Regions from separate parts of the Oryzias latipes genome. Here region 1 is linked to region 2. A link is a contact called in public Hi-C data. All regions are on one chromosome and are shown on one strand. The core of a region is the stretch at or near the end of the contact, and the rest is flanking DNA. Distances in the headings are between cores, read along the strand shown.

Region 1 (6,929 bases), core at 3,898-6,397, 54 kb after region 2:
GTTTCTGTAAGCTTTGCTTTGTTTCTTCCCATTTATATTCACTTAGAAACTAAACACAGCTGTTTTAGGCCTCCCGCTTCTTCCCCTGCAGCTGTTTAAGCCTTGATCCTTTGCTCTTTGCTTTTATTGCTTCTTTAACAATTTGTGCAAAAGTGTTGTGTGTCAGTGAAATAATCTGGACATTCACAATAAATTTGACCTTTAAATAATGAAACGGCTCTCAGAAAATATGTGATGAATTTGGTCTAAAAGGCAATGTTCAGAATTTTCATTTTTTCTTGGATGAAGTCTATATTTGACCTTTTAGAAACTGTTAACATTATATTCCATGTTTATTTTCTATCTGGCTACCCTAACACTCTTTTTCTGTTTTTCATGATCAATTCTATTCCTTTTCACTTTGACCTTTGCATTCTGTAGCATAAATTCTCTTTCTTTTTTCCTCTTTCTTTTCTCTTAGATCCTGAGGTTCTAGCATTTTATGCCTCCCTACTCCTTCATTTTTGTCTCCATTGCTTCTTTTAGTGCCCTTTTTACCTTTTTATTTATCCCATTTTAATTCCACCCTCCTCCTCCTCAGAGGAAGAGGCACTACTGGCGTCTGGACTGTAAGTGCATCATCCTCTTCCAGAACAATAACTCAAACAAATATTACAAGGTATGTGAAGTACAGCTTACCACAAACTATGAAACTAAGTCACAGAGGTGAAGTCTTCACTCATTTGTTTTCTAATCTGCATCTGGGGTCTTGTAGGAGATTCCCTTGTCTGAAATTCTGGAGGTGCACCCTGCAAGTGACTTCACAATTGCCCCACAAGGCACCAACCCTCACTGCTTCGAGCTCATCACAGGCACAGTGCGCTACTTTGTTGGAGAGGTCACACAGTCATCTGTGGCTCCAAGCCACCCTCAGATTCCTCCACAGACGCCACCGTCCCCCAGCCAGGTGGCGCCCAACAGCGGGATTGGGCTTGAGGTAGCAAAGTCGTGGGAGGGGGTCATTCGCCAGGCCCTCATGCCAGTCATTTTTCAGGATGCACCACCGGCTCAGGGAAACACGCCACACAGTAAGTTCAAACACATTGAAAATACACACATTTGAACCCAGTGTTGTATGAACTGTTGTGTTTGCTGTTTTAGGACAAGCCTCCATCAGCATATCTGTGTCCAACAGTCAAATCCAAGAGAACGTGGTATGGCACTCACTTTAGCAGTGAATTATCTATCTTTTGGATTCTTTAAAGTACATAATAAGTAATTCAATATTTTTGTGCAGGATATTGGCACGGTTTACCAGATTTTTGCTGATGAGGTGCTGGGATCTGGGCAGTTTGGAGTGGTTTATGGAGGTATGTTCGCATGTAAAGTGATGTTAAGTTAGTAGGTTTTGTCACTTTGACAAAAAAAGTCCAACCCAAACAAAGAGCTTGTTTTCTAATATTTATTTGTTAAATAAAATGTTAGCATTAGAGAAGTTTTTTAAAAGCATCACAAATTGAATTTTTGTTGGCTGTCATATTACCAGTACTAGCAGTCTTTTTATTTTTCAGGGAAGCACAGAAAGACAGGAAGAGATGTGGCTGTCAAAGTCATAGATAAGCTTCGATTTCCCACCAAGCAAGAAAGCCAGCTGAGAAATGAAGTGGCCATCCTGCAGGTAAACATACCTGCTAAGAATGTGCACAACTGACAGCACTACCTGACCAGACGACGACTGCACAGACACCATAGACACTGTCTCAGAGAAAAGATTTCAAAAATGATCCTCTGTTAAAATCCATGTGTATGTATGTAAACAATTGACAAGATCTATCAATATCCATCTATCTGTCTGTCTGTCTGTCTGTCTCTCTCTCTCTCTATCTATCTATACATATATATACACCAACATTACGTTATCATTTTAAAATGTAAAGATATGTAAGTATGACAGTTATTTTTTGTGTGTAGTTTACTGTGGTGAATCAAAAACATTTTGATCATTCATGAACTGCTTTGGTCCTCTGTGGTGTGTCCAGAAAAACCAGCAGATGGAGACAGAGGAACGTCAGCCTGTATCTGTGTTGCTCCTATCTCTTTTTTATTTAAATAGTCTTTTTATGAATTAAATGTAAATACTTGTTATGAGTATTAAATGCAACCCATTTTGTTTTTTTATGTCATACTAGTTGTAATTACTGCCACAATTGTTTTTGTAGGGTCACATCCTGAACATGATCCAAAAACGACCTTTTTTTTAATCCTCTGCCCTGCTTTTAAAATCTTTCAGAGTTTACGCCACCTGGGCATCGTGAACCTGGAGTGCATGTTTGAAACCCCAGAGAAGGTGTTTGTGGTGATGGAGAAGCTGCATGGGGACATGCTGGAGATGATCCTCTCCAGTGAGAAAGGCAGATTGCCTGAAAGACTCACTAAATTTCTCATCACACAGGTGTGTATGCGCCCCAAAGAAACAAGCCAAATATGTGTTGTCATATTTCCTAAGTTGTTGTGCAAAGGCAAGTAGTTGTTAATGTACATATGTTTGATAAAGTTAATGGTAAAACGTCTTGATATGGCAGTTCTTGGCATCAGGTTTTCTACTTTACAGTGTGGCATATAAATAAATGTCACATGTTGCTTCCTGGAACTAATTCAGACCTGTGTTTGGGGGATTCGTGTGCAAATGTGCATGCAGATTCTCTTAGCCCTCAGGCACCTGCACTTCAAGAATATCGTTCATTGTGATCTAAAACCTGAGAATGTCCTGCTCGCTTCTGCAGATCCTTTCCCACAGGTATTTGCACAACACACATCTGCCACCATTCTCATTTTTATGCCTGAAGTGCGGTATTTCACACCCTTGTGTGCGATCCCTCGAACGTGTCTTCTTTTAAATCCGTTTTAATGCAAATATCTTCATTTATTTCCACTCATTTGAACTATGTTATTGCTAATCGTCATCTTCATCTGTCATAGGTCAAGTTGTGCGACTTTGGTTTTGCTCGCATTATTGGCGAGAAATCTTTCCGTCGCTCTGTGGTGGGCACACCCGCCTACTTGGCCCCAGAGGTCCTGCTGAACCAGGGCTACAACCGCTCATTAGACATGTGGTCAGTGGGGGTCATAATGTACGTCAGCCTCAGTGGTACATTCCCCTTTAATGAAGATGAAGACATCAACGACCAGATCCACAATGCAGCCTTCATGTACCCTCCCAACCCCTGGAAGCAGATCTCCAAAGATGGTAAATTGAGATCCCAGTGAAGAAGGAAGCTCTTGTAGACTAATACAGAGATACAATACTTTAAATATAAAAAGAAAACATTTTATTTTAGCTGAAAGTCACGTTTTTGTTAAATAACTTCAACGTGATAACAATTTTTAACAATACAGCATAATTATATGCACATATAATTATGATATAACCAGTGTTTACATACTGTTACACTGTATAGTAGATGGTAAACACACGACATCATGAAATTTTAGTTGTGTTGAATCAATATTAATAACAAAGGACTTTGCTTGTTCTGCCTCATTAAAAGTAAACAAAAAAGCTATAGCTATGGTGTGAAAAACTAAACACAGCCATTATGAAACAATAAATAATCATTTGTTCCATTACCATGTGTTAAAATGAACTAACAATAATATCCGTAGTGCTGCTGCACACAATCAGAAACCCTTTTTTTTGACAAACTCAATGTAAAACAGCAGAAACAATGCGATATCTTAAAATATAATTTCATTTGCACCATTTGTTTTGTTTTTAAAGATGTTTTTAATTTATTTTACCTGTTGTGTTTTAGTACAGTGACTTTGATGGTCCTAAAAGGTGTTTTGAATAAAATTAATTCTTTTAAATACGGTAAATGTTTTTGACATTTTTCAGTGCAAATATAGGCTTTATAAGAAAAAAGTTCCGCTGATTCAATCTTCAACCTCATCAACTGCAGTAATGTGCGTGACATATCTAACATACGCAGCAAGTAGGATTTAGGTAACCTTATTTTGTGGTCTGACCTGTTTGGAAGTTCACTTTTGCAAACGAAAGAATGTTTTGTTTCTCACGGAGAAAGACAGACAGGCAGCAACAGTTCCCACAAGTCAAGCAGCCAAACCTTTAATTGAGGTAGCCATGATTATCAGCTAATCAAGTGAATTTTAATTAGCTCCCACTGGCTACTGTTTTTTTTAATTTATTTATTTTTATACATTTTGATGAAAACTGTACACATCACTTTGCCTGCCTTTTTATAACATAAAGTCATATTATTCATTTTAAAACCTGGCAAGGAACATTAACAGCTTTCTGTTATCTGTGCATATATGCATATATGCACAGAATTATAATTCTTTTGTGTATGATTGATTTAAATATAAATGATGGGCATAATGTCTTCTTTTCAGCAATCGACTTGATCAACAATCTGCTGCAAGTGAAGATGAGGAAGCGCTACAGTGTAGACAAAAGTCTCAGTCACACGTATTTACAGGTACTGCAAATAAACCACTCACATCTTCAAACAGGCACACTATTCAGACATATTTATCAAAAGTGAAGATTTCCTTTGGCCTCAAAGACAATTCGTCATGCTTTCAGTGCAGCTGTAATCCCTCATCAGAGATAAAGGATGCAGCAGCGCTCCGCAGACACTATCACATAGACAAAGCTGGGCCTTAAGATCGCGAGAATGCCTCAGTAATGTCTTTGCCTCATGAAGAAAGAAACAGATTTGAGCACACTCTTCAACTCTGTGAAGTTGTAACTGAGAAAATAGATGCTAAACAGTTTTGAGCATTTTTTGTTTGTTTTTTTTGTTTGTTTTTTGTAACTTACTCTGCCACTACAGCCTTAACTGGATGAAAATTCTATTTGCAATTTTCGGGTTATGTCAGCTCTTTGACAAGCAGGCACTATCCTAAAGTGATTACTGGATGGTCCTCTGTGGGCTCATCAAAACCACGAAAGCTTCTCTTATATCGATCCAATTTCATGGCCTTTTAAACTGAAATTTCACCCTAATGTTTGTACTTCGTTTCACAGGACTACCAGACGTGGCTGGACTTGCGACAGCTGGAGACCAAACTTGGAGAGCGTTACATCACCCACGAGAGCGATGACAGCCGTTGGCAGTTGTATGCCCAAGAGCAAAACATGCCCTATCCTACTCACCTTGTTCCCCCTCCTACTGCTGAGGAAGGTGGGGATGATGCAGATGTGCAAGGCCTCACAGACAGGGTCAGCATTCTCTGAACACAGAGAGACCAAGGACTCATTCAGAAAGGAAGTAGAGGATTACTATGGTTTACCTTGAGACACAGAAACAAGGAGTGGCAGAACCATTGGATTGTAGTAAGAATTTTGCAGAGCTGTTTAGGCACCCTAGGCTGAAAATCTGCTTTGTGCCACTTTTATATTATAAATCCAATTTCTTTTCGGCAATCTAAAAGTCCTCAGAATGTCTTTCAACCATTTACCTCGCCTGTTACAGCTCGCCTTTTATCTTTTGAACAGCCTGACTTTATATGGGATCTTTTCTTTCCATGGACTGGCAGTTTTTCCCCCAAAAGAAAATGAAGTTGAACTTCATATTTGTGTTTTTCACGAGAAAGCAAGGGTGGTGTGTTCACTTCCTCTAACTGTGATATGCCTCTTTAGGTGAAGCTTGAAACAGCAGCTCACTACAAACCACAAAAAGAGCTGTGGGTGTCTCTTCTCTACATGCAATAGACTAGACACATGAAAGCTCTTGTGGGCTGATTACAATTGCAGGCTTTCTTACTGTTTGCTGTCAATACACAGCTCTGATATCCCCCACCACAGGTTTCAAGAGATGGGGCTCTTTACAATGACAAGAGAACTCCTTTTTATATAAGTAAATGCATGCAGACAAAGCCATCTATATTTTCAAATGCAGTCCCGTAAAATTTTGCCAAAAAATGCAGCACAAGCTTCTTCTCCAGTTATTTGTCCTAAGTTGTAGCAACGTAGATTCCTTGATAAATGTAAGTTATCAAAGATGAAACTGGGGCGTTAACATTAACATTTTTGTTTTCAAAACAGTTTTGCCTATAGATATAAAATCATAGATGTTTCAGGCTGGTGACAGTGACTTCTATTGTGCTGAAGGTGCTAACTTCTTCCCAAGTTAGACATTAAGTATTTCACTGAAACACACATCTTTAACTGTTTCAAATTTGTTTGTACTGCAGACTTCATCTTACCTTCCTCTCGGGATCGCATGGCTTAAACGCACAGCTTGGAATTGCTAAAGTAGATGCTTTTTTGTTTTTGTTTAGTAATGTTCCTTATAGTGTCAGAATGCATGTTTCCATGAAGCAAAACTTTCTAGATAGGTCATTCAGCATTGAGTTTGTTATGTTATTCCATTATAAAAATATGTAACCCGAAATGTGTGTACTTATCAAAATGTTTAGATTGTGTTCAACAAGTTTGATGGATGACCCTGACCTTTACAGCAGATAATACAAACTTTCAACACTTCCCTGTTGGTTTTGGGGTTTTTATTGAACGATTAGGAGGATGTGTACTCCTCATCTCCTTTCAATAAGTCTGGAGTCCTCTCTAGCTGTAAGGTTGGGTACTGAGATGTGTGCGGTCATTAATCATGTATGCTCACACTCCTATATGTGTTTTAAGTCGTAAACTTACTGTATGTTTTGAGGATTCCTGCAAGCAGACACAAAGAAACAAGTCATTTTCAAAAAGCCGTCCTATTTAAAAAAATAATCTATGAAACTTGATTACCATACACAGGCAAGCCAGCATGAAATCTCTAAAATCCTCTCAGCTTCATTTTGACATTTGCTTTTTCTCATCGTTGAGTTAAAAAATAGTTTTCACTGCAGGTTTCTGTGATAGAGGGCAGCCGCTAAACAGTGCATGACAAAGAAAATACCACCATTTGCGAAACTGGAATAAA
Region 2 (6,485 bases), core at 3,322-5,821:
ATACTCTACACTCCCGATGATAACTAATGGGCTCATTTTAATGAATGAAAATGTAAACATACATCTAGGAATATTTCCGGTTTAATTCACACGAGAAAGAAAGAAGAATTGTGAAATTATTACACAACTTGTGAAACCGATTAAAAAAAAAACACACACACACACACACGCTTATTTCCGGTTTCCCCCGCACTTCCTGTTTCATTAGAATTCCTGCTGTTGTTGTGCCACCTAGTGTTCAGAACAGGGTACACTTTGACACTAATTTGACCAGTCCTCACGACAAATTGAAAACGATGCTTTTTAATTTGTTTTTTTACAATTAAATATTTTTTTAAATTCCGTGTGTCACAGCCAGTAATAGAAGTAAAATGATTATTTTTTAATTCACCGGAGATAAAGAGAAGTTTGGTATTTTTCTGCAGACTTTTGACTGACATAAAAACGGTTTCTTAGCTTCAAACAGAGCAGTTCCTCCCATTTTATCAGGTGCAAGTTGCAAAACATTTGAGCTTAGTAAGAACATACATTAATAACTAAATAATACATTCTACTTTTATTTGAAATTGTTCTCCGCATTTGACCCATCCCCTTGGGGAGCAGTGAGCTGCAGACGTGCCGCGCTCGGGAGCCGACAGCTGGCTGCAGAGAGCAGGGATCGAGTCGCCAACCCTTTCGGTTCCTGGACGACCCGCTCTACCACCTGAGCCAAACACAGGTTTGCATACACAGGTTCCATATGCAACACAAGTTTGGAGGTATTAATGAGTTAAAAAAGGCCTGTTACAAAGATCCACAAGAGACGAAACAAACAAAAATAAAAACACTACAATAAGAAAAAAAGGACAAAATGTAGCTTTGAGACCCTCTTTATAAATAGAGATGGGAAACCTAGGCCAAATCAGAATACTGGTTGTATTATTATGACTACATTCCAAAACATTTAAACATAAAATGTGGCCTAAAAAGGCAAATAAAACTAAGATGAATGGAAAATTGGTACTGAAATGTAAATTGTAGCATATAAAACCCACAACATGAAACACCAAAGTCTGGCACACTTTCTTTTTTTTTTATCATGGTCTTCTGTATAATAGCTATGGATTTTTTTGCACATCAACACGTCTCTTTTCGTTTTGCAAATGCGTTCATAGAAATACTTAATACCAAACGGTTTTGGTATAACATTCATAAACTGTGTGTAGATCAAATAAATATAAAAAAAGAGGCAGTCTGGACAAAAGGCAACATTATTGACAAATTTTAAAATATTTGGTGGCAATGTTAGTAACAGCTTTATACCTCTCAGCTTATAATGTAAAAACTAATATCGGAATAATTTAATTTATTTCTCAACTTTAAACACTTTCTTACACACATAATACAGTAAAACAAGTTCCGTTTGCGTAAACATACACTTCAGTTTGGACTGACATTTTTCAAGTATGCAGTAAAAGCCTCCCAACGGAGAAAAACCACACAATTAAACACGTAAAAACAAAAATATAATTGAATAATTTTTGCTAATAAAGAATTTTGTTATATCAGCAGTCATCCTGGCACCATTTTTGTTGGATTTTGTGGCAACATTTTTTGAAGACAACCTAAAGAAGATTTTTTTTTTTTGGACAATTCCGCAGTAAAAGTTCATGCAAAAGTTTATTTACACTCATAACTTGCTTCTGTCCAGCCTCTTTTTAGCTGGGTTGGGGTACTGGGGGTTCTCAATCACCCCCTCCCCAAACTTGAGCTCCAAGAAAGCTTTATGGTTGTTGGGGCCAAAAGCTGTGATGCCGGCAAAAGGCATGGGCACCAGCGGCTGCAGGAAATGTTCTGGGAACTCCACATCTTGCTTGTGGTCTGTCCATGTGTCTTTGGTCATGACGCCATTGCGCGAATAGAAAGGCCAGAGGTCAACGTGCAAGTGGTTGGCCTCACTGTACTGGACTCGGTAAAAGTCTCCTTCCACAGCGCGCTCCCACACGTAACCATTAGCATCTACCAGAGAGCCCGAATCCAGGTTCTTCAGATGATCACAGTTGGGCACATCCTCCAGATAGATCCCCAGGTCCACGTCGTAATCCCACGGGATAATGTCTTGGTGGCGAACAGCCCCGAGCAGAGAACCGCCTTCGAGCCAGTAGCGCACGCCAGAACTCTCCAGGATGTTGATGACGTACTTTGTGGTTTCTCTGAGCGCTCGCAAGCAGCAAGGGGGTGTCCAGCGCTCTAAATAAAGGTAGTCTGGGGTGTCATCCTGTACAGTGCCGAAGCAGCGGGGGGTTTCTTTACTACAGCCAAACCACTGCTCCTTCCCATCAGACAGCAGGAGGCGCTTTACACCAAAACCCTTCATGAGCTTGCCTGTAGCCTCCTTCATTCGAGTGTCTGCTTTCCACTGGTTGTGTGCGGAGCTGAAAAGTGGACGGTGGGTTGCTGAAAAACAAGGGCTTTCCAGCAGTTTGACCTTCCAACCCCTCAGGGCAGTTTGGATGAAAAGTGCTGGAAAAAGAGGGCGGCCCAGAGGGACAGAGAGGTTAAAGAGATCCTCTGTGCGCATCAGGACCACAGCATCTCCTTGTAATGCAGTACAGACGCTCCCACTGCTTCCAGACGCCGCCGGCGAGTAGGTGGCCGTCCACTCCCTGAGGTTCACTCGCAGGTGGAGACACTGCACGGCGGACCGGACCAACACGGGTGCAGCTACCATCCGCACAGGACCCCCGCCCTCGCCTTCTAGCTCCCTGATGAGCCTCTCTATCACCCGAGGTTGTTCCAGCTCCACCCCATCAGGGACCAGAAACACAAACTCTGTCTGGACATGAAACTCTGGCCTGTGAGCTTGGGGCGGCTGGTCCGGGCTGGGGGAGAGCACAAGAAGCCGGGCGCCGTCGGGAAGCACCAAAGGAGGATATGGAGGCACGTCAGCCACGGCCAGGAAGGGCAGGTCAGCACGCTGATGGAGGAAAGAATTTGCCACATCTCCCACAAAGTTTTCAAAGTTCTCAAACTCTCGGAGCAGAACAGTCACTCTTGCACTTCGACCGTGTCCTTCGACTCCGACCAATCCACGATCACCTCCAGCCCCCCCAACGGCCACCAGACCTCCTCCGAGCCCCGAGGCTGGAAGGATAGCCCTTCTGGATCCTCGTCCAAGCTCTTTCCTCTTCTCCATCATCTGCTGTTGGGCTCGAGATACATAGTAGAGTATCAGGAGGTTCAGGACGATAGCAGCAGTCAGCAGGCCTTGGCAGAAACTAATACGCATGGCAGCTAATAACTCGAGAATTCAACTTGAGTTTGCTGGTTTATTATAGTCCCCATGTGGACTCCTGGATGAGGGGAAAATATAACAAAAGAAAAGAAATACATAAGTATATTTCACTTATCGTGTAACAAACAATAAACACATGTGTCCTACAGCCTGCACATGAGGTATAATTAAAAAAACAACATTCATGTAGTGAACACATCCTTAATGCAGCTGCAAAAATCCAGAATCTAACCTTATTTTGATGCATCTGCATCACTACATGCAGAACATGGTGTGATCACAACCTGCGCCACTTATCGGAAGGTTTTCAAGAGCTCTGCCAATGACATCGGCTTTAGAAAGCGTACTGCAGCGGCATTTGTGGTCCCATTCACACAGCTTGTTATAACAACAAACCGGACCGGGTCGGTAGCTGCAGAAACAAATGCTGACATGTATTATATATTTCTTTTTGTACAACTGTCATCTAAAATCGTATAATATTAAAAACTAACGTACACAATCTGATGAAAATAACATCGTGCCATTTGTAAGACTTTTAATAAACATTCAACCTTAAATTACCCCTACAAACCCTTAGCATCACGCTAGCATACTGTCTGCTTCTTACAGAAGCAGCGTCATTTCCGGTACAAGGCTTTCAAAATAAAGTGATATTTTCCAATGATCCCGTTTTATTATTTCTATCGTTTACTAGAGTCAAACATCTGCTCGGAATACTACCAGATGGGTGATTTAATTAGGTTACGTGAAAAAAAAAACATTTTAATGTTTCACAATTGTAAAATCTTATTGACTCAGTACATACTAGAATTTATTTGTTTGTTTGTTTTATGCTATAATTTCAAGAAGAGTAAATACTTAGTTACGTTTTATGAAGTGGCTACTGACAAGTGGATTTAAAATAAAGTTAAAGTCGGAAATAAATATATTGATTGTCTTGGTGGAAAATTAATGTCTTAAAATAGTCCGGCTCACAAAATGGCAGGAAATCAACCGCCTGGGTAACTCGCTCATTGTGGACCACAGAAAACGTCTCTTTTTTGTCAGTCGCTCACGGATTTTCAATGGCAAACATGTCGAGCAGGAAACAGTTCCCAAAAAAAGCAAAAATAATAGCTTAAAACAGAACAGTGACAACAGTCATAAGTAACAAGACATATTTTGTATTTCCATTGGTTTGAAATCATTTTTATATACCACCGTAAGTTTCACAGTTAAATGTTTTCTTAAGGTTACATTGTGGAAAATTTGTGGAAATTTTGTCTTTTAATCTGAAAACTCCAAAGCGGAAGTGTAGTATTTTACCGAGAGAATTGTGATTTTACTTTGTCGTCTTAGAAAGGAAGAATTGAAGGTAGCTTGTAGTAAAGAATAGTTGGATAAAAAGGGGACACTGGTTTCTATTTTAGTTATTTTTCGCTGCTGCATTATTCCCCCTCTCCAGCCCCTTATCCTGGCTGAAGGTTGAACGGGTAAAATGGAGGCGGACAGATCAGGCGGAGGACCAAACCCGAACTCCGGAGGCGGTGGCGGCGGCGGCGGCAATAGTAGCGGCAGTGGCAGCATTGGAGCGGGGCGCAACCCTAATGGGCCCAAAGCATCACAATGCCCGGCGACATCAGCTGCCGTGAGTGGGGCCATGGCAGCTGCAGCCACGGCGGCAACAGCGGGGGCCGTCCCCGGGTCGTCGCAGCCGCCTCAGGAGACGCAGGACGGGGACTCGGGATTGACGCTCCCCGGGATCCTGCATTTCATCCAGTACGAGTGGGGACGTTTCCAGGCCGAGAAATACCGCTGGGAGGCTGAGAGGGACGAGCTGAGGGTAAATATGTCTTCTCGTTAACTTTTTGTTAGTTGCAATATTGCCGAGTTGAGGTGAGTAACCCAAACTGCGAGCCTTATTGGACTCATTTTACCCATGAATGTGAAATAAAAGCCCCTTTGCCTTGCTGTCATGTTGTTTCATGACAGCAGCATGCTAATGTGTGCTAACATAACATCCCAGAGTCTTTGAAGATGTTTACAGTTTGGCTGCAGAGAGATGTGGTCCAGTGTTTGCTCTCCATAAGGAAGTCACAGGAAAACCCCTTTCATACGTTCAATTAGGTGTAATTACTTAAACAAATCTAATATTTTTTTTTATTTTTATCTATAAAAACAACCATTTAATATCAAGAAAGGTTGAATTTCATCATGACTAAGATTTAGATTTTTTAAATTAAAGCAATGACCCTACAAAAACTTAAAATAAAAAGAGCCTTGTTATAATAATCTCAAGAAAGTGTTTCAATAGTATTATAATCTTATTTTAATAAAACATGTCTGGCTGAACAACATTTTTTTCTTAGAATTCACTTTTCTTTGCCATTGGCAGACTTTTTATTATTTTATCACTTATTTAAAGAACAGTTTTAACATTGTTTTTGGCTTATTATTAGAGGGTTTATTTTTGCAGTGTAGAATGCTTTTTTTGCTTAAAAATAACAATTTTTTTTTAAACAAAAATAGTTCACATATTTGACCAATTGAAATGATCTTTTTCAGTGTAAATCTATCATATTGTCTGGAATTGTGGTAATTTAGCTTTAGGGTTGGAGAGGATTTTATCAATGCCTTTATTACGACCTCTACTTTATACAAAAATGTAGCTTTATGTTGTTTTGTATCAGAAAGCATGGTTTCTTTTTGTCAAAATGGAATTTGTTGTCTTATTAGAGATCAAACCCTTAAATAATTAACTTAAAGTCAGCTTGGCTTGTTATGGTGCGTTAAAAATAGTTTAGCAAGGATTCAAATCTTGGCCAGAGTTATGTTTGTTATTACATACGATTGCATACGTTTTTGTTGTCTGGAACAGTGAAATATATACGATGGAGCAGTTTTCAGGTCCATCTGCCCCACACTTTTAACATATATTATCATCCAGTCCTAAATCATAGTCTCTGCTTGTCTGTCTTTGTTTTATTTTTAATGCACCAACATACATTCTTCTTTATGGTGCATTTATAAAGGCCATCGATCTGAGTGTTTAGAATACAATATATGACTCAGTGGCATAAAAATGCCCTATAGCAGGGCCGGAGTTCCCTGATGTCCATACTTGCTTAAATGCCAACAGCAAAAGAGCGAGGTTGGAGTGTACAGCTCTCCAGAGTGATTACCCGGCAGCGCTTTACTTAATAAATTATTTCACAATTACGTAAGGAAA

What was found. Hi-C and Micro-C count contacts between places; a contact is called where the count stands out from the background.
Region 1: a contact with region 2 is called in a Hi-C map of embryo, with 2.1 times the contacts expected there. The contact joins the enhancer-like site here to the promoter of strn4 in region 2. A contact is called at or near these places in 3 of 5 Hi-C or Micro-C datasets (all in embryo).

Annotation. Positions count from the first base shown.
Region 1 is chr13:14,903,689-14,910,617 of ASM223467v1, forward strand. It overlaps prkd2 (serine/threonine-protein kinase D2), which reads left to right. Exons shown (of 19, transcript XM_011482554.2): 10 at 581-658; 11 at 755-1,067; 12 at 1,141-1,193; 13 at 1,277-1,349; 14 at 1,551-1,657; 15 at 2,270-2,431; 16 at 2,678-2,776; 17 at 2,959-3,226; 18 at 4,393-4,478; 19 at 5,030-6,491. The coding sequence ends at 5,239. Among protein-coding and RNA genes, the nearest start is that of LOC101161496, 14 kb to the right of the region's middle. Within about 2 kb of position 5,148, at least 1 of the 8 cell types and tissues checked has an H3K27ac peak or open chromatin away from gene starts, as enhancers often do. A contact at or near this core is called in embryo, where this site is marked.
Region 2 is chr13:14,850,453-14,856,937 of ASM223467v1, forward strand. It overlaps strn4 (striatin-4), which reads left to right and starts at 4,572. Exons shown (of 18, transcript XM_011482555.3): 1 at 4,572-5,099. The coding sequence starts at 4,755. It overlaps fkrp (fukutin-related protein), which reads right to left and starts at 3,912. Exons shown (of 2, transcript XM_020708262.2): 1 at 3,773-3,912; 2 at 20-3,332. The coding sequence starts at 3,268. The coding sequence ends at 1,670.